Regions from separate parts of the Mus musculus genome. Here regions 1, 2, 3, 4 and 5 are each linked to region 6. A link is a contact called in public HiChIP or PLAC-seq and promoter capture Hi-C data. All regions are on one chromosome and are shown on one strand. The core of a region is the stretch at or near the end of the contact, and the rest is flanking DNA. Distances in the headings are between cores, read along the strand shown.

Region 1 (4,478 bases), core at 201-2,700, 500 kb before region 6:
TAGGGATGGCTGTGGACTGCCTCATATGGGGTATCTTCATTGCCCCTGGAGAGGGGAGAAAGAAGACTGAGTGCTGGAGGGAAATGGGCTCTAAGATTAAGTGGGGCTGAGCTCACCTGTAGAAGGGGTGGCCCTTGATGTTAGGCCCCACCACTTCCATGCTGCTCGTGTAGACCAGGTACTGAGTGCCAGTCTGCACACAAGCATCAATCACATTCTGTGTGCCTATGGAGGAAAGGGACAGACGCAAGCTGTGTCTTCCCGCCTCTCACTCCTTCTGCCCCCCCCCCCCCCCCAGTGTCCAAGGAGAACCGCATCAGGTCAGGACAGGGTTCGACAGCAGTAAATGGACAAGGTTATCAAAAAGGACAGGCCCTCCCATAAAAATCACTGGTCAGAGGCAGGCCACACACTAGGGGCCAACAGGTAGGTAGCAGCTCACCCTGCACGTTGACTTTGTGGATGGTCTTTGGACTGGCCTTCCCAAACACATCCACCAACCCAGCTGTATGGATGACCACATGTGATCCAGACATGGCTGCTGCCACCTCATGGGCCTGAGTCACATCCCCCTGGATGGCAGTCACCTGCACAGGCCCTGGTGGAGACCCGAGGCAGTGTCAGAGCTGGGGCCTTAGCCAGCTGCTGAGTTTGGCCTGTCCACACCCTGGAAGCCACATGAACCAATGACTCACCCGGCCCCTCTGTCTGGTGGAGAACAAACAGGAATCATCTTTTCCATAAGCTGAGGTATCCCAGTCTGGGAAGGGATGGGGCCTCCCTACCTCCTGCTACTGCCCCACTCCAGTCACCTGCTTTCAGCTCCTCCAGCCAAGAACTCAGGTGCAGGTCAAAGACACGCAGCTCCCGGAGCCTGGGCTCCCGTTCCAGCAGCATCCGAACAATATGTTCCCCCAGGAAGCCGCAGCCACCTGTGACCAGGTATACCAGTGTTGGCACCTGTGCAGAGTCTGCCATGCCCAGCTGTGGGAAGAGAATTTAGCTCACTAGAATTGCCTGGTAGCACCTGCTCCAACCATGTGTTCTTCATAGAAGGGATCATTAGGTGGGAGCAGTGTGGGTGGAGAGGCTGAGTAGCAGGGGTGGGTTGCAGTTTTCTGTGCCTGTAGCACTAAGGCTCCCTGCCCTCTGACCCTAACTGCTGAGTCACTAGAATTGGATGCAGAATGGGAGGGATTGAGGCGGGTGGGGGGAAAAAAAAAAAAAAAAAAAAAGACTAGATTACTAAAGGACAGGCAGAGAAAGCAAGGAGTTGAATAGGGAGGTTGGAAGGGCGCAGGCTAAAAGGCAGGCCAGCTGGGCCTCAGTATCAGCTCTGCCTACCTGTAGTAAGTCCCAGGGCGCACAAACTGGCCACTGGAGGAGGTTGTGTCCTGGACTGGTGGACCAGCTAGATGTACATAGGCTTCCTTCCTTCCGCTCGCTCCTCCCTCCTGACCCATTCCAGGAAGGAGACCAGCCTAGCCTCCACCCCTAGGGGCGGGCAAGGGGGTTTGGAGGGAATTTTCTTGCCAGAGTGCCCCCTGGTGGCCAGTCCACTCTTCAGTGGCAGGCAAAGGACAGAACCTGCCCATTTGGTAGTGTATTTCAGGATAATAGGGTAGGGAAGGGATGCCCCCATCACTGATATGTTTGTCCCTCCTGCTGGGTCTCCCAGTAGGCTGAAGGCCCAGCACCAGCTATGGTTCTGGGAGGGAGAGCAGGGTAAACCTGATCTTGACATAATTCTGGCTAGCATCCATAGTGAGACAGATCTGGCATGTTTGTTGTATCTAGGTGGTTGGTCCAAAGCAGCACTGCGGTCTGCAGGTTGATTCACCCCAAACTCAAAGCCACCCATTCCCCCTCTCTCCTGCTTCACCCACTGTGGCAACTTGCATCCCAGTCTGCTCTTCCCAAAGATACTGACCAAGCATTTTTGTACAATAAAGTTTAATCACAATTATAAAAATGTGGTGTTGGGTTTCACTATTAACATTATGTACAATCCAGCCCAACAAGAAGGGCCTGCCCCCCACCATCCTGGCCCACTGAGCCAGAGCCCTGAGACACCAGGGTGGGAGGGTGACCCACAGGGTCTGGCAGGAACAGATGAGGCAGGGTTCCAGGCACAGAGTTCCCAGGACTAGGGGCCAAAGGCCCCCCCAGGGGGAGAACATGGCCACTGCCCCAGAGACCCCTAAACTGGGGCGGGGTGCACATAGGGCAGAAGGGGAAGTCCCCATTAACATGAAGCAAAGGGCTATGCAGCCCCCAAGAATAGCATCTATACAGGCTGGTACCCCAGGTTTCCACAGGAAACAGCTGCTGGCAGCTACAAAACATTTACAGCTTCTTCTTCGCAAAGAAAAAAAAATTAAGAGGGTGTTTGGGCATGGGGCATAGGGGAGGCAGCAGATGCCTCAAAGGACTGAGGCTCCCTTGTTGGCCTCAGTGCTCCCTATCCCACGTGAAGGTGGGGGCAGTGGGCCCTGCTGAGCCCAATAAGGCTGGGGTGCTGGGAGCTTAGGGCACCAAGGGGGAATAAATAGGGGTGAGGGCACCGGTCCTGCCCCACCTCAGTTGAGGGAGCCACGGCAACTTTCAGTGCCGCACAGACACGGAATCTTGTTGTCTTCTAGTGGGAACTTGTAGTCGTAGGTGATCTCCTCATCCACGCCGATGGGCTGCTTCGAGTAGATGACAATCTTTTTCTGAGACTCAATGGTGATCACCTTCGCATAGCAGTTGGGCTGCAGGAGGTGGGAGTGTAAGCCACAGCCCCACCTCACCCCTGCCCAGCCCAGCCCCGGCCCAGCCCTGAGCGCACCGTGCAGCAGTGGTTGATGAACCTGGCGAGGTTGCCACACTTGGTGGCATCAATGATGGTGTCGTGATCCACCCGGAAAAGGTAGCTGCTGCCAATGCCCTCCTGCACGTAGCGCTTTTCCCGCATGTCCGCTACCATCTGTGAGAGTAAGACACGCCCTAAGACTTCAGCCACTGCATGGACTAGACTTGCTCCCCTCTGGCCAAGCCACCAGTTCCTGGGCCCATGTTGACTGGGTCGGCATCTGAGTGTACCTGCTCCCACCCATTCTGATCCAAAGTCAGCAGAAGGGGACTCTGGGGAAACCAGCACTGGCTCTTCTGAGAACCTGTGTGGCCATAGTGGATGGAGTCCATAACATGCTGTGGGCCCGGGGCAGCTTCCGAAATGACAGTGGCCATGCCTTGAATTGAAGCCTTTCCTAGGACTAGCCTTCATACACAGGCACCTACTGGGCAGCTGGTGAGAGCAGATGGCAGATGGTCTGTGCCAGGACAAAGGCCTTGTGCTGCAAGGGGCAGCTATTCCCAGGAAATAGGTAATGCAATTGCCACTCTCACTAGGTGACCTCCCCCTTTGCAGAGTTCTAACCACCAGCTCTGCAGTGAGGACTCCTTCCAGGCGTCACTCTCCAGCCAAATCTACCTCCATAAGAGAGTGGGATGCCATTCCTACATCCCTAGGATCCTGAGCCTCACGTCTGTACTGAACAAATCTTGACCACACTCTGTCCCTTCTGCCCAAGCACATTCCTAGAAGCTAACGGCGAAGGCCTGAGAAAGGACTCAGCACCGTGTTTTCACCCTTCATAGCTTGGCTACCTGGCTGTCAATTACTTTGAACCCACAGGCTAGACTCCTGTCACCTCTGCTGACATTATCTTATCCATACTTTGGATCTGCCATTAAGTCCCACTGAGGCCAACCCACAGCCAGAGGGAGCTTACTAGTTTCACAACCCCTTGCTTGCACAGTTTCTAAGCCATTCTCCATCCACAAGGCCACTTTTCCAGGCTCATGTCCCTGTCACTGGCCCTGACTAGGTAACCTGAACAGATGTTTTGACCTTGTCCTCCTAAGAGAATGCAGTTTCTGAGCCTTTGCACACGCTAATCCAGGAACTAGAGCATATATACATCCTACTGCCCTGGGAACTCATTACCCTTTAGCTTTCAGGCTGAACATCACATCACCGTCTCTGGGAGGCTCTGGGTCCCCACAATACCTATCACCCTCTAGTGTCAAAGACCATCCTTTACTATTGTCCAGTGTTCCTTGGGGGAGAAGCTCTGTACAAAATATCACAATTATAAAAATGTGGCATTGGGTTTCACTATTAACATTATGTACAATCCAGCCCAACTAAAAGGCCACTGAGCCAGAGCCCCGAGACACCAGGGTGGGGTTGTGGCCCACAGGGCCTGGCAGGCACAGATGAGGCAGGTGAAATACCAGGCTACTACTGTCCAGTCAGCAACTGGCCTAGTGTTGGGAGTGGCACCTCACCTGGCGGATGTTCTGGCCAACATATTCGATCACCATCTCATCAGCGGCAATGGGTTCCATGGCAAACAGACCCCACTCATGGATACGGCTCCGGCCAAATCGGAGTTTCTTCTTCCGAAACTAGGGGACACAAGATAGCTTTA
Region 2 (4,428 bases), core at 963-3,462, 290 kb after region 6:
CTTAAATTTGGAGATTTACCTGGCTCTGTAGCCTTAGCTAGCTGAAAACTTGCTCTGTATCTCAGTCCTTCATGTTGTAGTTTTCTTCCTACTTCCTAAGTGCTAGGATTATAAGCATAAACCACTAGACTCAGCTCACTCACACACACCAGCATCGCTCTGGGTAACCCAGGCTAGCCTGGGCTAGTGCTGTCACCATCACCTCCAGATGGCTTATAGCTGGTCTTTGCTGCTTTGTGGGTTCTTTTCCCCACCCTTTATCCTCCCCTCCACCCCATTTCACCCCCTACCACTAGATAAGAGAAAAGGAGAGAGGAGAGAGATCCCTGAATTGAACTTTTGTTTCTTTTATGAGCATGACTACTAACAAACCAAAACCAACCAAATGAAGCCAACAACCACCCACGCTTGTTGGGGTGCTAGCATTTATGTACCCTCTGAAAAGTTCCCAGAATTCCAAATGTCACACAGTTGCAGAAACTATCTGCAGCTGGTAAAACCATGCCTCTGCTAGAGCACGAGGCAAATCATAGTCAGCTGCTGTGGACGGTCCGATGCAGCCCACACCCCACACCTGGGATTAAAACAAAAGTGCTTTCTTAAAATATTTCTGTATTTTTAAAGAAACCACAATTCCAGAATTCTCACTACAGTGGCTCTCAATCTTTGAGTCATTGTGAGAACTTTTTAAAAAATTAATCAGTGCTCAGACCCTACCCTCTATGAAAGAAACCCCAAATCTCCAGAGATACACAGCTTTAAGAATGTCCAGGAGAGATGGCTTGACAACGAAGAGCTGGTCCTGCTCTTACAGAAGTTCAACTCCCTGCACTCACATGAGCACTCCCACACAGACACATAGTTAAAATAATAAAAGACTAAGCTGGGCAGTGGTAATACTTGCCCTTAATTCCAGCACTCCAGAGGCAGAAGCCAGCAGATCTTTGTGATTTCAAGGCCAACCTGGTCTACAGAGTGAGTTCCAGGACAGCCAGGGCTACAGAGACTGTCTCAAAATTACTACTACTACTAAAACAAAAAAGAAAACCTCCCTGCGGACCACGAGCAGTGAGGCACTGTGAACCAGCCACTGGCTATTTAGATTCCCTATGCCAGACATTCGAAGGTTATTTTGAAAATTCCTGAAATGTGATGATTCATGGCTCATTGATTTTGGCTGATACATCAACATTGCCTTTGAGTTGCCAGAAAAGGAACGAAGCCAAGCATGGTGGCCCATACCAGTAGTCTCAGCACTCAGGAAGTCGAGGCAGGAGGCTTGCTTTGAGTTCGAAGCCTTCATAGACTTCATCATAGTAGTAATCCACTACCCAGGGTTACATAGCAAGATTCTATCTGGAAAAGAAAAAGGGAAAGAACAGACGTAGTAGTTCACTCTAAGGATTTGGAAGACAGAAAGATTGCTGTGCAAGGCCAGCCTGGGCTACAGAGTGAGACGTCTCAGAACAAAACCTGGGGCTGGCAGCCTGCCCTCGTTCTGTGTCGTGCACTGGAGACCAGTAAGCCAAGCTGCACCCTGGCCTCACACACCCCTCTTTGCACAGCAGACTGTACCCCAGCTTCTGCTGCTACCTGAGGACTAGCTGTGGCTCCGAGCAGGCCAGACTAGACGTGTGCCCAAGAGCCGGCAAGAGCCGGCAGGGAGCAGGGCTCAGCACAAGGCAGAAAGGAGAGGTGCAGCCGGCAAGAGTTGGAGCCAGACCTCGGCATCCGGACCTGGGGCAGCCATAGACAACCCTTTGCCACTGGCTTCTTCATTTCTGTTGAGACACATTCTCATTATGTAGTCCTTCTTAGCCTGTAACTCACTATGTCGACCAGGCTGGTCTCCATCTCACAGATACCTTCCCACTTCTGTCTCCCAAATACTGAGACGAAAGGCAGGTGCTACCACACCTGGCATACTGTGTCTTTTGAGGGCCTTGAAATAACAGAAATAAAAGGCTGGAACTGTGCACATCATCGAGTAAGCTGCCAGAGTGTGAGACTTGTCACAAATCTAAGTGCCAGAGGCATAAAGGCGATGCCTGCTCCAAGGGAACTGACTGGTAGTCTCAGTGGTGGGGGAGCTATGGGGCGTGGTAGGGGAGTGGACAGGGAAGTGAGATGGAACCCTTGTACCGAAGCAGGGGCCTGGCCTCAGAACAAGGCCGGAACCCAGCCTGATTAGCTTTGAGGAAGGCTCTTGCTGAGTCACTGAGCTGGGAGAGGCTCTCAGGCCCCCTGACTGTTCCCAGCTGGGGTGACAGATGGTGGAGAGGCCTCAGTCTTGGGGAGTGGAGCCAATAGAGGCTGTGCCTGGAGCCTACTCCCACCTCACAGGACCTTCTATATTTCTCTTCTTCCGGGTGGGGCCTCCAAACCCTGCTGGCAGTACAGGCCCTTCTTCTTGTCCCATCTGGTTTCCTGGCTTGGCTTCTCCCTTGCAGTGAACCTGCATTGGAGCCCCTGGAGAGATGCTGTACCCAACTGTGGGGAGCCCCTGCATAGCTGTGCCTCTGGTGTGCGAAGCCTTACCTGACCAGTAGACAAGTGAGGGTTCAGCCCTAATGCCAGATGGGGAAGGAGGCCCTGACTACACCCCTCAGTGGGTTAGGAAAATTGGGCCTTGGGCCCTGTCTATTCTCAGTAGTAAACACTGTACTGGTAAAGAGCCAGGCTTGGCTGTGGGTGCTTTCTGTACAAACGTGTCATCACCGTGCTGGGAAAAGACTATTAGTCATCTCAATTTGGTAATGGAGGAGGCAGATAGAGGAACAAAGGACATCCTGTAAGGTCGTTCATCCAAAGAGGGTCAGGTGTCCAATGGCGGTGGTGGTACACAACTTTAATCTCAGCACTCAAGAAGCAGATAGAGCCAGGGCGTCGTGGCGCACACTTTTAATCCCAGCACTTGGGAGGCAGGGGCAGGCGGATTTCTGAGTTCGAGGCCAGCCTGGTCTACAGAGTTCGTTCCAGGACAGCCAGGGCTACACAGAGAAACTCTGTCTTGGAAAAAAAAAAAAAAAGAAGCAGATAGATTTCTGAGTTCCAGGCCAGCCTGGTCTACATAGCCAGTTCCAGGACAGCCAGAGCTACACACAAAACAAAACAAAAACAAAAAAGAGGGTCTTAGTTTAAGTGGCTTTAGTCTTAGAGTCTTGAATGTTGCTCTCCTGGAACAGGGTTCCATTTCATGTCCTGCAGCAACTGGAATAGAGGCAAAGTTGAGCCGGATATGCAGTGGCTTGGAGGACTCAGAGCAGAGGGATCAGCTTGGGGGCAGGGTGGGGCATAGAGGAGAGATGGGACACCGGATGGACAGGACTGGACAACATGGCAGGACAGAGCCTGGAAGTCAGAAGGCAAGTTGTAAGCCTGGAAAAGCTACCCTCCTGAGAATCGGGGATCTCAGCCTCCTGTGAAAAGGGAACCCAGAACAGCTTCTAGGTTAGATCGAAGCTGCAGGGTTAAAGAAAGAGGCAGTTGTTCCCTGCTTTATGTGTTTCCAAACAAAGTCCCTTCAGAGCAACTTCGGGATGGACTTGATCTTACTACTGTTTGAGGTTGCAGTCAGCATGCCTGATGGTATGGCAGCAGGACCCTGAGGCAGTGGGTCACACTGTACCCACCAGCTATCAGGACCTGAGGCAGCGGGTCACACTGTACCCACCAGCTATCAGGAAACACTGAATGCTGGTCCTCAGATTTCTCCTTTTGAGTCAGCATGAACCCCAAGCCCACAGAGTGGTGGTTAGGCTGGGTCTTCCCACATCAATTAAACCTACTGTAGAAAATTCCCTTAGAAACATGCCCTGAGGACCATCTCCTGGGAGATTCTAAACATTGTGAAGTTGGCAGCGCTTAGCCATCCCAAGCAAAATTTCCTCCCTTTAACATGGGAAGCATATCAGAAAAGCATTGTAGTCGGCGGTGGTGACACACGCCTTTAGTCCCAGCACTTGGGAGGCAGAGGCAGGTGAATTGTTGAGTTTGAGGACAGCCTGGTCTACAGAGTGAGTTCCAGGACAGCCAGGGCTACACAGAGAAACCCTGTCTCGGAAAAAACAAACAAACAAACAAACAAAAAAAAAACAGAAAAGCATTGGGCCAGGGAAGTTAGCTTAGCTGGTAAAATGCTTGTCATTCAAGTGAGCCCTGAGTTCAGTCTCCAGCACTTAAAAAAAAAAGCTGAGCTGCTGAGTTGGTTCAGTTCCCAACATGGAAGTTCACGATTGTCTGACGCTCCAGTTTCAAGGGATCTGGCATCTTCACGAGGACATACATGCAGGCAAAACACCAATGTATATAAAATAAAATACAATAAATCCTTAAAAAAAAAAAAAAAAAGAAAGAAAAGATATCTAAATTGTGATTTTGGCCCCACTGGGGATGTGAAGACAGACAAATCCCTGGACCTTGCTGGCC
Region 3 (4,324 bases), core at 1,098-3,597, 500 kb after region 6:
CCAGGTTGAGAATGGAGCCTCAGAGCTGCTGATGTTCCCTGGTGATAGAATAAGAAGCACATCAAACCATGGGCCATCTGTATTCTTGCCACATTATATTGAGTGTAGTCGGTGTGCTAGTGCACACCTTTAATCCCAGCACTCAGGAGGCAGAGGCAGGCAGGAGGCCAACCTGGAACTCACTACAAAGTGAGTTCCAGGACAGCCAGGGCTATACAGAGAAACCCTGTCTTGAAAAAAAAAAATTCTGCCTAAATGAATGGATACAGTGTATCTGCCTTTGGAGGCCAAAAGGAGTGTATCAAGTGCTAGCTTCTGGCAAGATAAGAAACCTTAAGGAGTGAGGGCTTCGGACTATAACTCAGTAGCAGAGTCCTTGCATGGTTACTCATGGTTGTGAGCCACCATGTGGGTGCTAAACTGCTGAGTTCTCTCTCCAGCCCCATCATACCTCTAGTAATTTATAGTGCTAGAGACTCTAAGTATAACTGGGGACGACTTAGATCTTAAGCATTTCCTGTTTCCTGCCTTCTCTGCCCTTCCTGTGCTTTCTGTTTTCCTTCCCAAGCATCTTTTTCTTTGACACTTTCGTTTTCAGTGATCTGCGTAGAATTGTCTTACTAGGAGTATCAAAGCATAGTCTCCACTGTCCTAATATTCCCATGTATTGGCCAATAGTCAAAGCTATGCGCAGGCTGTGGATAGAGCCCAGTGGCTGAGTACTCAAAGCTCTGGTTCCTTCCCCAGTGCTGCAAGGGAAAACTCAAATCCCTATGCTTCCCCAAACTTCAGCCTCCCATTTTACTGCTCATCACGTACTTGTAGCCTTGCTCTCTAGAATTCTGTAGCCCACACTGGCCTTGAACTCTCAAGATCTGCTTTCCAAGTACTGGGATGAAAGGCATGTGCTATTCTCCTAGCTTCTATGAGGCGATCCTTTTTATTTTATATACATTGGTATTTTAACTGAAATGTGTGTATGTGTGAGTGTTGGATCCTCTGGAACAGTTGTGAGCAGCCATGTGGGTGCTGGGAATTGAACCCAGGTGGTTGGCAGGCTGGAAGAGCAGTCAGTGTTAACCACTGAGCCATCTCCCCACCCTCTATAAGAAAATCTTAAGGCACATAAAAATTGTTCAAAATTGAGAGGGACAATAGAATACTGAAAAAGAGGGAGTATGGTGTGCAGAAGATCAATAACCTGCTCTGCCTACAGCAAAAGGCAAAGAGAAAGGAGGCAGACTGCATGCACTGCGAATTTGGGGAGCTCCAGGGGCTGGCTTAGTGTTTGTGTTGCTTTGAGTTTCAGCAAATGAAAGGTGAAAGCCAGACCTGAAAACCACTTTTTTCTGGATTAATTTTTGTTTTTTGCTTTTTGAGGCAGGGTTTCTCTGTATAGCCCTGGCTGTCCTGGAACTCACTTTGTAGACCAGGCTGGCCTCGAACTCCCAAATCTGCCTGCCTCTGCCTCCTGAGTGCTGGGATTAAAGGCGTGCACCACCAAGTACAGCTATGGATTCATATTTGAGCTTTGATTGAAACTCCAGACTTTCAGCATTCAACTGTGATCAAGCTAGCCTCCAAACCCATTGCCACCTTCAAGGAATATGTTCAGGCAATAAGAAGCATTGTTGGGTGTGGTTGATTAATATCTGGGCTGAGATTCGCTGTGAAATCTGGGCTATTCTAAGCTACAGTGCAACCCTGTCAAGAAAAAAAGTGAACTATTTTGGAAAAGCTTGGTGTCCAGAGAGTGGACACTTAAAAAATTTTTTTTCAATTAGATTTAAGCCTCCGTGTTTTCTCTCATCACCATATGGGTTCTGGGGATCCAAATCAGGTCAGTAGGTTTGGTGACAAGTTCTTTTATCAGATATGCTATCTTCGTGAGGTGACCGCCCCCCGCCAAGTGTTTGCTCTGTAGCTTTGACAGCCTAGTATCCACGATCAGCCTTAGCCTCCTGAGTTCTGGGATTACAAATAGGCCACTATGTCTGGCCCAGGTTCGGAGCTCCTCCATGGGACCGTGGCAAGAAATGTGGACCAGGATAGGCTCTTTCATTGAACAATTATTTATGCATATCTGCAATACTTGGCCTTATTCTAAACACCGGAGAGGCAATGATGAACAAGGCAGTTTTATCCGTGAGATCTGTAATAGAAGCAGCCCAGGGAATAATGTAATGTGAGATGAGAAGCCTACCGCGGCTCGCCTCACCAGGCATACACAAGTACACCAGGCGCACTGCTGTATTTGCCTCCAACCAACTTCGCCCGCCCACTTCCGGCTACTTCTCTTCTCCTTCCCGGTGCCTCAGCGAGGCGTGGCTCGTGTGCGTCACTTCCGGCGCGCGAGAGCACTGGTTTCCCTTTGCTTCCGCGGCGAGGCCGGAAGTAGAAGCGGCGGTGGCGGAGGCCCAAAGCGGAGGGAAGTGGGGAGTCGAAGAGACTCAGCCGGAGTCTCCGCGGCGGTAATTGTCCGAGGCCCCTCTAGGCCACCGTCCTTAGCGCGGGCCCGCGGGGTTCGACGGGAGTTGGCGGGGTGCGGCCAGGGCAGCGGGACGCGGAGGGTCCTGGGCCGCCGTGAGGGGAGGGGGGGGCGGTCCCAGAATCGAGTCCCCCCTCCCGCACGGACCCTCTGATTGGCGGGCTCGCCTTCCCTTTTCCCAGGAGACCCCTGTGCGGTCCGGAGGGGGCGGCGGCCCCGACTCTGACCCGCGCCGGGGGGGTGGGCCATGGCGGAGATCAGCGACCTGGACCGGCAGATCGAGCAGCTACGGCGCTGCGAGCTGATCAAAGAGAGCGAAGTCAAGGCCCTGTGCGCCAAGGCCAGGTGAGCCCGCGGAAGGGACTCCAGCCGGTCGCCCCGGGGGTCTCGGCCGGGCAAACTCCGCCGAGAACTTAGGGCTTGCCCAAGCCCGGAAACGTCGCCAGAGAGAGGTCCGGAGAGCCACTTCTCCCCAGGAACCACGGGGCGGCTGTGTATGGGTTTCTAGTGGAGTAAGAGCGAGTGGCAGGAAGTTCTAGGGAACTCAGGGAAAATGGCTTGCCCTGCTGGGGTGAAAGTTTCTTGGAGGGGCTGAGTTCTCGGACAGATTCTTAAAGAGTGAGGAGATGGTTCAAGGCAAGAAAACAAAACGTGATTTGCGAAAGCCTCTCAATCCCGTCAGTCCTTAAAAGAGAAAATGACTTTGTGTCTAGTTTAACAAACAAGGACTCCAATTGTTCAAAATTACCAGCAAGGAAGGAATGGAATCTGAAGCCAGATCTTGTGAATACGGATCCTTTTAGTTATGATTCTGGAAGACGGAGTTGAGCCACCTTCGTGTTCCATTACGATCCTAAGAAAAACAATAAATAGGTCACACTAGAAGAGTTTCAGACTAGCTCATTTTACTGAGTTGAGGTCTTTTCAAAAAAGGAAGAGTTTTTGAAAAAACTCACAGCTTCAACACAATTTTTTTTAAAGATTTATTTATTATTTTTATGTAAGTAAACTGTAGCTGTCCTCAGACACACCAGAAGAGGGCATCAGATATCATTACAGATGGTTGTGAGCCACCATGTGGTTGCTGGGATTTGAACTCAGAACCTTCAGAAGAGCAGTCGGTGCTGTTAACCATTGAGCTATCTCCAGCCCCTCTCAACAGCCCCTCCCAAGCCCTTGGGATGCCAAGAAAGGAGAATGAGGGGTTTAGGGTCATCCTAAGCTAGGTCAAGGCCACAACATGAGAGCTAAGCATGATATGGATATGGAGAGAGGCAGAGTTCTCTGGGAAGTAGAAGGAAATTGTAAGTCAGGATCCCAGTTTGGGGTGCAGTGACTGTGGATTTGAGTCTGAGCTCTGCCACTTTGTGTGGTGTTGATTTTGAAGTGTCTTAGGAGTCAGTAAAATGGAACAAGTTGTGTTGAGTAAAACAGTTGTGACCATTCTGCGCAGGAAGTGAGTTTAGCATGATGTTGAAAGTTATGAGATGGTATTCAAAGATTGAAGCTAGCTGAAACTTTGTGGGGGGGGGTGTTTGGTTTTGTTTTGTTTCAGAGACAGGGTTTCTCTGTGTAGCCCTCCTGCCTTATCTTTTAACTCACTGTAGACCAGGCTGACCTTAAACTCAGAGATCCCTGCGCCGCCCCCGCCCCCCCCCCCTTTCCAGTGCAGGGATTAAAGGCGTGTGATACCACCCTCTGGTAACCAAGGTGCTTCTAAGAAAAGGTAGACCAGCCGGGTGTGGTGGCACACGGCTTTAATCCCAGCACTTGGGAGGCAGAGGCAGGTGGATTTCTGAGTTCCAGGCCAACCTGGTTTACAAAGTGAGTTCCAGG
Region 4 (4,326 bases), core at 1,552-4,051, 470 kb before region 6:
AATCTCTGAGCAAGTGCCTCCCTCAGTTTCCTACCTGAAAAATGGGGACAATAGTCTCAGTGAGAAAGTTAATGCTAAACATTAAATTCTATGACTAGAGCCAGGCACAGACTGTTAGAGTTGATGCTAATGTCTAAGGCACAAAGAGAGAAAACCCAGAAGGTAGTAACTGCCATCTCTTAAACTCCAATAAGCTTCACGTTTCCAGATCAATCTAAAAAGCTTGTCATATCTGGTCACACCGGGGCTGCATTCAATGTGCCAACTATGCAGGATGAATCATGGCTGCTCATGTTTGACAGGTCAGGGAGTCTACCGTGACTCCACCCAGCTAGCCTGAACTTTGCAAACATTTGTGTTGATGGACAAGTTTGGGCTTTAAAGCCAGGCTGCTGAAGTCAAAAATCCTGTCACTAGCTCACTGTGCAGTCTAACATGCCTTTTCTTATATGAACAACTGCCACTATACCAGGTACTGAACATTGAATGTTTGTTGAGATAGGACTTCATGAAGCCCAGGCTAGCCTTGACTCTCTGTATAGCCAAGAACAACCTTGTTTGTTCTTTTTTATTACCTCAAGTGCTGGGATTATAGGTGTGCTATACGCTATACCATGTTTGTTGTTGTTTAAATGGAAATTGAACCTAGGATTTCCTGAATGGTAGGCAAATACTCTACCAACTAGAACTAGGCTAGATTCACAGCCTGTGAATATGATTTGTATGTTTTAACTTCAGGCCACCTGGGTTTAGGAAGATATCTCCCATTTCTGTTTGTTGGTTTTTGGAGACAGGGTTTCTCTGTGTAGCCCTGGCTGTCCTGGAACTCACTCTGTAGACCAGGCTGGCCTCGAACTCAGAAACCCGCCTGCCTCTGCCTCCTGAGTGCTGGGATTAGAGGCGTGCGCCACCACGCCCGGCCCATTTCTTACAGATCCCGAGATTACTGTGGTGCAGGGATACAGTGGTACTTACAAAAATAAAACTGAGTATTTTGGGGAATTGGGCCACCGCAGATAGTAGGCAGGTGTGTTCACAAACAGGGATCTGGGCCAGGCTTAATTCTGGTGTCTCCCAGGGTCCAACCCAGGGTTCTTTGTCAGGACTGGGGGCGGTCCTAGAACCTACACATTCAGCCTACTGCTCCTCAGAGAAAGCCCTCTCACACTGACACCACAACGATCTGCTCTGCAACTTCTGCTGCACACTGTACTGTTCCTTTAGAAGCAGGCGGAGCCACGTGGTTCAAACACAAGCTGCTGTGCCCTTCTTTCTGTGGTGCTGATTCCTTTCAGTCAAATGTCCTCAGGAACTATGGGGCTGTTTGGGGGAAATCTGGGCCCCTTACAAGCAACAGAGCAAGAGCAACCTTTAAGATTACAGATTCTTTCGTCCTGATATTGAGGTTGCAGAAAAAAGGGAGGTATTGACCTAAGTTACTTTTATATGCCCTCACCTTAGCTCCCTCCAAGGCCTATTTACACAAGGGTACATTATGAAGGGTGCCCTCCCCCCAAGTGTGAAGAAAACTGAAACTAGCAGAGCTTCACTCCACACCCATACCCTGCGGAGCATCCTTGTCTAAACAGCAGCTTCCATGTAGTCTAGATAGCACACTGTTCTAGAAGAGCCTCCTTTGCTAAGCGGAGCTTGTTCTAACACACCTAGTTCTAGGGGGTCTCCATAAGAATCCCACATCCTCCTGGACAAAAGCTTGGCAGACCACAGAGACAGCACCTTCTATGATGTCACAACTTCCTAAAGATGGCAACTGGAGTGGATGTCGACTTGGGGCCGCACAGCTGGCCCTAAGTAGGGAGGAACCAGGACACATCTGCAGGCCACACTCTGGAATCTTCAGTTCCACTTCCCGGGGCCACTGCTGGGACCGTTAGCTGACATTATCCTCCCACACCTGCAGTTTATCAGACTTATCTGCTAGCTCCCTGATCAGCTTCCTTCCCCAGCAGCTTCCTCATGGTTTCTTAGTTTTCCCGGCAATTCTCTGTGCCTTCTGAGAGGTGGGCCCTTCAGTCAAATGACTCTCACATACACTATCCCCCTTCCCCGATCTGGTTGATATAGGCTCTCATTCAGCTTTGACTGCCTTTCAACTCTCGAGGACTTGGTAACTAAGCCACTTCAGACTTTCCCCCCACCAGTCTGCATCTGCTGACCTCTTTACTCCCTTCTTCCACGGCATTTCTGGGACCGATCTTCAGTCTGTTTATATTCCTAGAGCTGTGCCCGACATAAAGGGTTTTTCCAGTCCCTTGGGACTTAGCTCCTTCTTTTATCCTAAAGAAACCCTTTTATTCAGTCCAGTACTGGGGACCCATTTTCTTGACTTCTCCCACCACGTGCTTTACCCACCCCGTGTACCCCCTCCCACCCCTCACCATGGCGAAGCCCGACAGCAGAGCAGATGTGCGGCTGGAGGCTTTGAGCTTAGCCCGGCTGAGGTAGAGGCGGCGCCAGCTGAGCGCCCGCAGAGAGTGCTGACTGGCCCCCATAAGGTCCAGGTAGCCGCGGTGCACGAACTCCCGGTACGTGGCTGAGCCCGCGGGGCTGTCCACCTCCGGGTTCAGCGGGGCCTGTTCGCCCGTGTCCCCCTCGCCGCCCTTCATCCTGAGAGCAGTTACACCACAAGCGCAGATGGTCAAGGAGGGGCCGAGGCGCCTTGTATCCCCAAGAAGGGACGGCCCAAGCGCGGGTGGGACCCCATCCTGGGTGGCAAGGCAGACCCAGCGGGAACAGTTACGGACGCGTCTAGAAGGCCCAGGGGCCGAAACAGGAACTGGGGCAGGGGCGGAGCCCGGTGACCACATGATTGGGTGGAGCCGTGAGACGAACCCCTGCAGTCTGCCCACGGGCAGAGATCTCAAGGGACCCTCTAACCCAGGCCACGACGTGAATGCTCAGCCTCAGCTTTTGCTGGGACTTTGCTGGCCTCAGACCACCCAGTGTATGTACCTGGACATTCACAGGTGTCCAGACTTCCACACTCCTCTTTGAGCAGTCATCTCAGGAAAATTAAGCCCATTTTCCTCCCAGAGACCAAAGGAGCCCCTTCCACCATCCCTACCCACCACTCAGACTCGACACCGCAGACAGACACAAAAAGTCAGCGGCCCCGGCTAGATTCTGAGTTTTATAGCAAACCTTATTGTACAGACTTGTGGGGTTAGGGGTCCAGCCCGGCTGGGTGCCCCACTTGTCCCTCGCCGGGGTGCCTCCTCCCCTCCCGCAAGCGGCCCCACCGTCAAGCCTTTCTCCAACCCCAGGCCCCCCCTCCTGCCTTTGGTCCGCCCAGCCCCCGCCCCCAACCCGCGCACCTTCCTGTTACCTGAGGTATGTGGATAGATTCCCCTCCCCCCACCCCCATGTAGTACAATCCAGTTCCCCCTGGCCTAAGTTGAGTGGGACCTAGACCTGACTCCTCCCTCAGGCTCTTGAGACCCCACCCCCACACTGGAAGAAGGAAAGGGGTGGGAAGAGGGGAGGTGCCAAGAGTCTGTTACTAAGTTCCCACAGCAACTAAGAGGGACCGTTTCCAGTCTTAGCACTGATTTCCGGAGGTGTCCATTGGCTGCTATTTCCATGGCAACCAGGAGTGGCAGTTCCCTGGGCAAATGGGACACGAGTTTCCATGACGATGAAAGAATGGGAAGAGCCAAACTGGAGGAGTCCCATCTTGCCCATCTTTAAGCTGACATTTCCCCACCCCAACTCAAGTGAAGGGTGGAGCTGTTCAAGACAGTAATGCAAGAGAGCTAGGGGTGGGACAGTCCAAACTGGGTACCCATAGCCCAGTCTCGGTCAAGCTGGTCCCCTCACATCACACTCCCCCAAGTCCGAGATTCCCCCGGTTCAAGTAACACTTCAGTACAGATGAATGTTCAAGTATTGTGTAGAGAGCCAGGCAGGGGTCTGGGCTACCCCTCACCACTCCCCTGGGCCACCGAGCTTAACAGCAGGTAGACCCGCGGCCCCTACTCCTTGCAATAGCTGCCATTTTCAGTGACGTTCAAGGAGTCAAGGTCGGGGAAAACTGAAATCTGGGTAGAGGGAAGGGGAGAGAGGCAACCCTACGCAGAGGGTACTATCCCCACATCTGCTCCTCTCCCAGCCCCCAGTCCTGGCATTACCTGGCTTGTAGCGCCCCCTGTCTTGACACTCGGATCCCCAATTGCTCCTCTGTTTTCCCTTTTTGGCCCCCCATCCCACCCAACTGGTCTTTGTTCCCTGAACCCTTGTTGGTCTGATTTCTGCCCTCCCCACACCCATCCATCGCCTCCCCCAGCCCCCAGTATCCTGTGTACAAGA
Region 5 (4,175 bases), core at 69-2,568, 280 kb before region 6:
CTGTCATTTTCTTAGAAGTCTCCTAAAGCCCCTCCTCTGTGGAGACCCCGTTGATTGAATCCTACTGCCTACTTATTTTTTCCCCTAACGCTCCTTTCGACCTTTATCTTTTTTTCATTATGTAAAGATAGAAACATTTCCAAGACAGAAACTTCCTCAGGGTTCCTGTTCTGTCACTCCCTCACCCGGTGTTCTTGGTGCTTAACACAACATAACCAATACACTATGCTTCTGAAACTAAACCATAAAGCATCTGTGGTGGCGATCACAGTAGCAATCCCTGCTCCCCTCCCCGACAGGGTTTCTCTGTGTAGTCCTGGCTGTCCTTGAACTTCCTCTGTAAACCAGGCTGGTGTCAACTCAACAGAGATTCACCTGCCTCTGCTGGGATCAAAAGCATTCACCACCACCGCCCAGCTCCAAGCATCTTTTCTACAGACCCCTACTTCTCGAACTAGATACCTTTGAAATGCTCACGTGATGGGTATTTTCTACCTTCCCGTTGTCTGGACCACAAACAATTGTTGACAATATAGATGAATAGAGGAAAAAATGCGGGTTAACTCGGAATACTAGCCAAGTCACTAACTGTTTTCCACTGTCCACTTCCTAACTATCCAGTCTTCAGAAGGAAGCCTTATTTCCTGGCTGGGAGCTGACTACACTGGGCCGGTGTATGCTTCAGCTGTGAAGGCTCACCTGCCAATGATGTCCTTAGGGTCGTACTTCTGGTAAAACTCTTTGGCCGCAGCCCAGTCAGGGAGTTCATCCTCCGGCCCCACGTCCAACGTCATTCTGAGGGATGTGGGGGCCTGGGAGGAGGAAACGGAGGGCAGTGAGGGCAAGGAGGCCCACAGGTTCTGAGAGGATGCACATCGTGGCTCCCGGGGGCGCAGCACCTGCGGCTGGGGCGCCAGGGTCCTGGGGGTTGGGGGTGGGGTAGGGGAAGGATCAGGACCGGGGAGACCACAACGAAGGGCCTAGGGGGGAGGGAGGGAAGCAGGGCAGGGAAGAGGATAGGGAAGGGCGGGAGGGGGGAAAGGTGGCTCGGAAGAAGGGGGAAATGGCACAAGTGCGGGCGGCTGTTACCGCGCAAGCGCACTTGGCGTCCACTGGGAGGGGCGCGGGGGTCTCGAGCAGGATGACCCGTGCGAGCGGGGAGGGGGAAGGGAGGGTGGGGGGAGGGGGGTGAGGAGGGAACAGTCTAACCTGCGCAAAGACCCTCAGCTGCTTGGTTTATGTTTGTTCCTTTGCTTTAACCTGTAAGGCTCCCACAGCGACCTAAGGCACCGCCCCCATCATTGCAGCCAATGGCCCCTGCTGTTTGAGAACTAGGGATTAGAAACCCTCCGATTGGAAAATGGCAGTCCAATAGGAAGACGGGATTCCAGGGCGGACAAGGCCGTTGGCGCTAGAAGTCCCCAAAAGGTCTCCACCATGAGGAGGAGCCTGAAAAACAGCCAATCAACATGTAGCACTTGCTTTTCTCTCCTGGTGCTGCTGGTCTGTAAAGAGACACGGAAGTTAGGTTACCGGAAATGTGATGTCTCCGCACTACCTCACCGTGCCCTCGGACAAGGCCCTTTTAGTTTCCTTCTGGAATCCTCATTTATTATAGTAAGAGCCTGTTCCAAAATTCCTTTTTTTGTGGAAACCTGCGTGTAGACAAGTGTGGTCATGCACGCTTAATCCCAGCACTAGGAGGCGAGGCAGGCAGATGGATCTCTTGAGATGGAGGCCAGCATGGTCTACAAAGTGAGTTCCAGGACCGGCAGGGCTGTTTATACAGAGAAACTGTTTTGAGAAACACAACAAAACAAAATGCATATGCAGCTTGGCCGTTTGGTCCTGACTAGAGCTTTCAGGATAGTGTCCATCATCCTGGGGTCACAGACTCCTACCGTCTTGCTCCCAGACCCTCCTGCATTAAGTACACAAGGTTGTTAAGGTCCTGCCTAGAGTAATTCCAAAGCCAGACATATCCTAAAACCAAGGTTCTGGAGTAACAGCAAAGAAAAAAGCAAATCCTCAAGGTTACAGTCCAGCAAAAGAGAAATGATAATTTTTGTTTTTTTAGACGGTGTCTCACTATGTAGCCCTTGTTAGTCAGGGATTCGTTGTGTATCCCAGGCTGGGGTGGAACTCCAAAGATCAGTCAGTTTGAGTGCTGGGATTTAAGGCTCAGGACGCCTAGATTACAGCATGATTTTCTAACAGCTTTTTCTATAAGGAAACCAAGTAATTTAGTGTTTTTGCTTTCTGTCACTGTAGAGCCTTTCCTCATCAAGCTTAACTTTAACAACTTGCAAAAATAGTTTTGAACTTTCCTAAGTAGGTTTGTTGTTGGTACACAGGGGATAATTATTCTGAAATTAGTCAAAATAATGTATTCATATAATTAGGAACCGAAGAGTCTTCCTATGAGAATATGAAATCTGGAACTAGAGGAAGAACTACAGGTAAAATTTGGGCAATGGTGAAAAACAGATTAAAAAATAATTTTATATTTTCCAGTATTGATTTCTAAAAGGACCCCCAAAACAGAAGCTAGTATAAAGTCTAAATGCTGATTTCTCTTGGTTGCAAACAAAGGAACCAGGGATCTTTGGGAAATGACCAAGGACAACAATAATGTGTCAGGAATCACAACCTGAGCCTCCCGATATTCCATTTAACTCACAGACTTTAAGTAGGTGGGGTTTACTGCATGTTCATTATACTTGACTAGAACATATTTTAAAGATGACAGCAGGACTTGGGATAGAGCTTAGCTATTGAATGCTTGCCCAGCAGGAACAAGGCCAAGCAGAACTCCAAGCGCTGAAAAGAGAGAGAGAGAGAGAGAGAGAGAGAGAGAGAGAGAGAGAGATGGGTATAAAAATTGAGAAAGTATATAAATTATTCACCTGATGAATAAAGGAGAAACAGTGATTTTCGGTGATGCAGCTGCTTTTGAGTCACTATGCTCCTATATAAAACCAAATAAACTCAGTGGTTAGTGACTTTCTTTGGCCTTCAGTATGCCCTATCTGGGATGAATAAGTGTTTGTTCACATCTTTCCAGTAAAGTCAAACAAAGCAATTGGCATATGAACAGGAACCCACAAACCCAACAGTTAGCTGGGAGATGCGGTTCCATGTCCCTACTATGGGGACGAGACATACTTCTGAAATGGTCTCAGTATAGCATCTGCAGGGGCAAGGGCTATCCGGATGATTACTGTGCCCCAGTGTGGTAGGAAATATTGTGCCACCTTGCTGTCCAGGCAGATGCATGTTTCCTGCAATGAATAAGAAGTGCAATCAAAGCTCAGAATTCTGAAAGAACAGCATTTTTGAGAGAGAAAACTTCAGAGTGATCCAGCTGTCATCTCATTTGTTGTAGGGTAGCATGTCTCCTTGCTGAATGGGGTCTGCCACAAGTATGGGGACACTCCAAAATGGCTGATGGGCTAGAAAATATTACACCCCTCAAATTGTCGTGTTTGATGGGATGGTAAGTGGGCTGTGGTGGCAGTCCTGTGGTCTTCTCTGTGGGTAGTAAGACATGGCCAAGGCTCAGAAGAACTTGTTCGTGTAAAGAGGTATTACAAGGAGGCAAAGATAAGTAAATATTTCCTTCCATATTAGTTTCTGACTTGACAGGAAATGTGAGAAACTGGAAGATGATGTATATATTGGCTTGCTATTTTTCAGAGCAAGCAAGATGGAAAAGAGTACAAACTAGTTCCTTATAGTCCTCTTGAGTTCCAAAAACCTAAGGTTCATAGGAGAACTTTGAAAGCAAAGAGGGAGAGAAGCAGAAGAGACTCCCCGACCTTTAATACAGAAAATGGGGAAAATCCATTAATTCAGCATATAGATGGGGGCACTTAGTAACAAGTCTAGTACAGACAAACCAGGGAAAACTACATCTGATCTGCTTGAATGGGAAATGACTTTTAAAATCACACGTTATATGTATGTATGCACATCACAGAGTGTGTGTGGTCAGCAGACATGTCACAGGAGCTGGCTCCTTTGGCAATGTGGGTCTCAAGGATCAAAGTTAGGATGTCAGGTTTGATGATAGAAATTTTTACTCTGAGCTATTTTGCTGGCTCTGAAAAGATCCACCCCCACCCCCACCCCCCGAGACAGGGTTTCTCTGCATAGCCCTGGCTGTCCTGGAACTC
Region 6 (4,254 bases), core at 1,558-4,057:
CCTCTCCTCCCAGTCTCATCTTTACAAGTCCCATTCCCCATTAACCCCTCCCTTTATCCTCAGAGAAGGGGAAGACCCCCTTTGGGTACCACCCCACCCTGGGCTATCCAGTTGTTGTAGGCCTAAGTGAATCTTCTCCCACTAAGGTCCAAAACCATACAATGGAAAAAAGAAAGCATCTTTAACAAACGGTGCTGGTCTAATTGGATGTCTGCTTGTAGAAGAATAGACCCATATCTATCGCGGGGCCATGTATCTTAACAAGCACTTCAAAGTGATGCTAGGCTTATTGTAGCTTAGAGGGCAAAAGTGCTTAACAAGCTTGAGAAACGGAGTCAGATTTGCTCTCCTAAGAGGTAGAAGGAGAGACCTGACTCCAGCAGGCTGTCCTAACTTCCACATGTGCACGAGAACATTCACGTACACACACAGCCCAATCACTACAGCATTCACATACACACGCAGCTCAATAACAATAACAACTGTATGCTTAAAACTTGCTGCCGCGGCAATACACCTCTTACTCTCCAGGCGAGCTCTGGAGTAGCCCCTATTTCCTAATAGCCAAATAACATAATTCTAGACGTTAAAGCTTCATTTCATTTGCATACTAGAAAAATTCAAGGCCCAAAGAGTGTCTGCTAGGTGGGCACCTTCATTTAGTCATCAATTCAAAAGCTATTTGTGACTAGGTGTGGTGACATAGGCCTGTCACCTCTGCTATTCAGAGACAGCCAGAGGCAGGAGGACAGTAGCCCCAAGCTAGCTGTGGGAATTTAATAAGACCCTGTCTCAAAAAGAAAATAAAAAAGAAACCAGGTCTGGTGGCATCTGCTTGTGATCCCAGCACCTCAGAAGTAGAGGATAGGGGGTCAGAAGTTCAAGGCTCTGCTCAGCTACAGCAAATGTAGAAAAACTGATCTACAGAGGCCCTGTCTCCAACCAAAGAACACAAACCCTGATGTAGCTCTATGGAGAGCCTGCCTAACACACATAGACCTGGTATTCAAACAGCAGCACCACCAACAACAACAAAGCCATCAATGCCCAAGCCTGTCCTACTATGTGCTTAGCTTAGGACAAGCCTGTCCTACTATGTGCTTAGCTAGTCTTTGAATTGGGAAGCAGAGAGGAGATGGTCCTCAGACACTCGTGTGGCTTAGGACCCATCACCCTCACTCTATGGTACTAGAGAGAGCCTTGCTCCTGTTTCAAAGATTCCACCTAGCAGACACTCGCAGAAGAGAGGCCAACCCCTGACATGGGACAGTCCCCACCCCTACCCCTGGGCAGATGTGGGGCCCTGCATACCCTGCTGCTGGAGGGTAGTTGAAAGAATAATAGCTCACCCATCTTCAATCTGCAAGACCTGGTACCCAAAATGTCTTCCAGCTTGTGCCAAGAAGCTCTGCGTAGGCCGTGTGTCCAGGTTGTAGCTCCAGGCCTTGGCTGCGGGGAGCAAAGCAGTCAGCTGCTCCCTATCTGGACCCCCCCCCCCACACACACACACCCCACACACACACAGACCACACACACACCCCCACACACACACACCCCACACACACAGACCCCCCCCACACACACAGACACACAGACACAGACTAGTGCTGCCTCTGAGGCCTGTTCCTCCAAACCCACTCATGCTCTGAGGCTGCCTACACCCAAGCACAGACTGGTGGCGCCAGGACTTTCCCTCTGAGGCCTGGACTAGAGACTAGGAGACTACACAGTCTGTCTCCCAGGGTAACTCCTCCCAGACCCAGAGGACTCAACTTCCCCTTGGACCTATTGGGAAAGAAGGAAGGGTAAGAAGGCGGAGGCCCATGAGAAAGAAGCCAGGGAGGGGGCCTCCAGGCATAGAATGACCAAGTTCCCAGGCAGGGACTGGGAAGAGTCTGCCCTGAGGCCCCATGGCTGCCACACTGACTGCGCTTCTCTGGGCACCTTGCATCCCAGCACCTGAGAAGTGACCAGCCTCATGGAGTCACCATACCCAGAACCCAGCAGGTGACTTAAGTTTCCCAACTCTACCCACCAGACATAGGTATCTCCCGACCTTTTAAAATCCAACACCGCCCCTCCCCCATCTTAGGCAGCTAGAGTGCCCTCTGCAGCCTCTAAACTGTCCTTTTCTGGTCCAACTTTCCTTACAGAAAGACTTATAGCACCTTGTGTCCTGGATATCAGAGATGAGGGTACCCTCTTCACCTCCCTTCAGGTGCCCAAAACTCCCAAGCAGACATAATACAAAGGAGGTGGAGTAGAAACCTAACCCAGCCTTCTCCCATCCTGAGTCCTTCCAACCATCTACCTAAACACGTGAAGGCTCACTCCACCTCCCACCCGCTCTTCCTTCCACGCCCTTCGATATCATGCTTCAAGTTTGTGTAGGTTCCCTCTTCTCTCTCCGGGATTCCTGGGTCCCACATCACCTATACCGTCCATCCCCTGGAGTGGCTCCTCATCTTCTTTGGCTCTACAGAGCCTTCTGGTTTCCCCTGTCACAGACAACGTCCCTTTCCCCTCCCTCCTGGATTTCCTACCAAACAGCTGGAGTCCCAGTAGCAAAAGTCTGGGGCCCGCAATCCGGAAACTCATCTGCGCTTAGGAGGGACCTGTGGGTCCGGACTCGATCTCAGAGAGCTCTTGAGATTTGCTGGCAACCTAGACCCGGGAGGAAGAGGGAAATGGTGGCTTCTCTTGCATGGGGCCCCTTCCAGTGGAACTTTCTCAGGGCTGCCAGGCTGATGACACTGGGTGGGGGTGGAAGGAGGGGGTGCGCTCCTGTCCGGGTTGTGAAACCTCTCTGTTCAGAGAGGAAGTATAAGCAGGTTAGATACATTTCCTGTGCCTACTTGCATTTTCACATCATCCAAGAGCAGACAGCAAGGCGGTTAAATTACTGCCACTTCAGCTAGGCAACCTCCGCTCTCACACCAGGCCCCGGAAGATTCTTCAAAGCCTGATAGAAGGGAGTAGGGAGTAGACTCGGGGGAGGGAGGGGTAAGGGGGGGGGAGGGGAGAAGTGCTGTAATTATATTATCTAAAACAACAAACAAACAAACAAACAAGCCAGATAGAGGGTTGCTCAGGAAGCATCCCTAAACCGTCCCTGCTTGAACCACACAGGAAGATTGTGGGTGACAAAAGGATGCATGCAGAAAAGAGAGCCTGGAGCAAGCCACAGAGCTGCAGGCTTCAGAGCTAATTTCTTTTTTCTTTTCTTTTCTTTTCTTTTCTTTTCTTTTCTTTTCTTTTCTTTTCTTCTCTTCTCTTCTCTTCTCTTCTCTTCTCTTCTCTTCTCTTCTCTTTTCTTCCTCTCCTCTCCTCTCCTCTCCTCTCCTCTCCCTCTCCTCTCCTCTCCTCTCCTCTCCTCTCCTCTCCTCTCCTCTCCTCTCCTTTTCCCTTCCTTCCCTTCTCCTTCTCCTCCTCCTCCTCCTCCTTTTCTTTTTTTCACATTTTTTTTTCCCAAGACAGGGTTTCTCTGCGTAGCCCTGGCCACCCTGGAACTTACTCTGTAGACCAGGCTAGTCTTGAACTCAGAGATCTGAGATCTGCTTACCTCTGGGATTACTGGTATGCATGCACTACTACCATTTGGTTAATTTTGTTTCTTTTTTTTTTTTTTTTTTAAAGATTTATTTATTTATTATATGTAAGTACACTGTAGCTGTCTTCAGACACTCCAGAAGAGGGAGTCAGATCTTGTTACAGATGGTTGTGAGCCACCATGTGGTTGCTGGGATTTGAACTCTGGACCTTCGGAAGAACAGTTGGGTGCTCTTACCCACTGAGCCATCTCACCAGCCCCTAATTTTGTTTCTTAAAAAAAAAAAAAAAGAAAAAGAAGCCAGGCGTGGTGGCGCACACCTTTAATCCCAGCACTCAGGAGGCAGAGGCAGGCGGATTTCTGAGTTCGAGGCCAGCCTGGTCAACAAAGTGAGTTCCAGGACAGCCAGGGCTATACAGAGAAACCTGTCTCAAAAAAACAAAAAACAAAAAACAAAAAAAAAAAAGAAAAAGAACTCAGGACACAAAGACAACTCGATAACAACTTTAAAAAGACAACTTTTGAGGGATTCTTTTTTTATTTCTTTTCTTAAAAAAAAAAATCACTGGGCCCATGGGATGTTTTTTTTTTTTTAAGAAAAGAAATAAAAAAAGAATTTGAGGTGTTAGCTCCACCCAAAGAGCCCACATAAAGGTCAAGGTTGTCTTCTGCCCTTCACATGTGTTCCCTGCTCCCCGTCGTAC

Evidence for each region. Promoter capture Hi-C pulls out the DNA fragments that hold promoters and counts their contacts. HiChIP or PLAC-seq counts read pairs in DNA pulled down with a chosen protein or histone mark.
Region 1: an H3K4me3 HiChIP or PLAC-seq map of bone marrow-derived macrophages shows a contact between it and region 6, with 7 times the contacts expected there. The contact joins the promoter of Hsd3b7 here to the promoter of Itgal in region 6. A contact is called at or near these places in 2 of 39 promoter capture datasets (liver and pre-B cells) and 2 of 115 datasets of contacts at active chromatin or transcription factors (bone marrow-derived macrophages and pancreatic cancer cells).
Region 2: a contact with region 6 is called in a promoter capture Hi-C map of liver, with 2.6 times the contacts expected there. The contact joins the enhancer-like site here to the promoter of Itgal in region 6. A contact is called at or near these places in 4 of 39 promoter capture datasets (liver, neutrophils and pre-B cells), 1 of 115 datasets of contacts at active chromatin or transcription factors (pancreatic cancer cells) and 1 of 9 other capture datasets (adipose tissue).
Region 3: an H3K27ac HiChIP or PLAC-seq map of double positive thymocytes shows a contact between it and region 6, with 5 times the contacts expected there. The contact joins the promoter of Ppp4c here to the promoter of Itgal in region 6. A contact is called at or near these places in 3 of 39 promoter capture datasets (embryonic stem cells, neutrophils and pre-B cells), 4 of 115 datasets of contacts at active chromatin or transcription factors (bone marrow-derived dendritic cells, bone marrow-derived macrophages, double positive thymocytes and 1 more) and 2 of 9 other capture datasets (liver and macrophages).
Region 4: an H3K27ac HiChIP or PLAC-seq map of embryonic stem cells shows a contact between it and region 6, with 3 times the contacts expected there. The contact joins the promoter of Orai3 here to the promoter of Itgal in region 6. A contact is called at or near these places in 9 of 39 promoter capture datasets (the 3T3-L1 cell line, the C10 cell line, the HPC-7 cell line and 5 more), 1 of 484 Hi-C or Micro-C datasets (the N1E-115 cell line) and 11 of 115 datasets of contacts at active chromatin or transcription factors (the NIH/3T3 cell line, bone marrow-derived macrophages, embryonic midbrain and 5 more).
Region 5: a promoter capture Hi-C map of the HPC-7 cell line shows a contact between it and region 6. The contact joins the promoter of Phkg2 here to the promoter of Itgal in region 6. A contact is called at or near these places in 28 of 39 promoter capture datasets (the 3T3-L1 cell line, 3T3-L1-derived adipocytes, the C10 cell line and 18 more), 1 of 484 Hi-C or Micro-C datasets (nephron progenitors), 14 of 115 datasets of contacts at active chromatin or transcription factors (the 230-238 cell line, astrocytes, bone marrow-derived macrophages and 10 more) and 4 of 9 other capture datasets (adipose tissue, embryonic stem cells, liver and 1 more).

The regions. Positions count from the first base shown.
Region 1 is chr7:127,797,581-127,802,058 of GRCm38.p6, reverse strand. It overlaps Hsd3b7 (hydroxy-delta-5-steroid dehydrogenase, 3 beta- and steroid delta-isomerase 7), which reads right to left and starts at 1,450. Exons shown (of 7, transcript NM_133943.2): 1 at 1,345-1,450; 2 at 813-984; 3 at 443-598; 4 at 117-225; 5 at 1-45. The coding sequence starts at 978. Setd1a (SET domain containing 1A) reads right to left here. Exons shown (of 19, transcript NM_178029.3): 17 at 4,336-4,455; 18 at 2,831-2,968; 19 at 1,937-2,753. The coding sequence ends at 2,580.
Region 2 is chr7:127,006,660-127,011,087 of GRCm38.p6, reverse strand. The region is part of intron 1 of Mvp (major vault protein); the gene reads left to right. Among named protein-coding and RNA genes, the nearest start is that of Mvp, 5.7 kb to the left of the region's middle. Within about 2 kb of position 2,212, at least 296 of the 459 cell types and tissues checked have an H3K27ac peak or open chromatin away from gene starts, as enhancers often do. A contact at or near this core is called in adipose tissue, liver, neutrophils and 1 more, where this site is marked.
Region 3 is chr7:126,790,570-126,794,893 of GRCm38.p6, reverse strand. It overlaps Ppp4c (protein phosphatase 4, catalytic subunit), which reads left to right and starts at 2,347. Exons shown (of 9, transcript NM_019674.4): 1 at 2,347-2,471; 2 at 2,671-2,833. The coding sequence starts at 2,736.
Region 4 is chr7:127,768,290-127,772,615 of GRCm38.p6, reverse strand. Orai3 (ORAI calcium release-activated calcium modulator 3) reads right to left here and starts at 2,801. Exons shown (of 2, transcript NM_198424.3): 1 at 2,400-2,801. The coding sequence starts at 2,627. It overlaps Fbxl19 (F-box and leucine-rich repeat protein 19), which reads right to left. Exons shown (of 11, transcript NM_172748.2): 11 at 3,688-4,326.
Region 5 is chr7:127,570,491-127,574,665 of GRCm38.p6, reverse strand. It overlaps Phkg2 (phosphorylase kinase, gamma 2 (testis)), which reads right to left and starts at 1,318. Exons shown (of 10, transcript NM_026888.3): 1 at 1,210-1,318; 2 at 700-812. The coding sequence starts at 794.
Region 6 is chr7:127,294,813-127,299,066 of GRCm38.p6, reverse strand. Itgal (integrin alpha L) reads right to left here and starts at 2,807. Exons shown (of 31, transcript NM_001253872.1): 1 at 2,544-2,807; 2 at 1,350-1,449. The coding sequence starts at 2,598.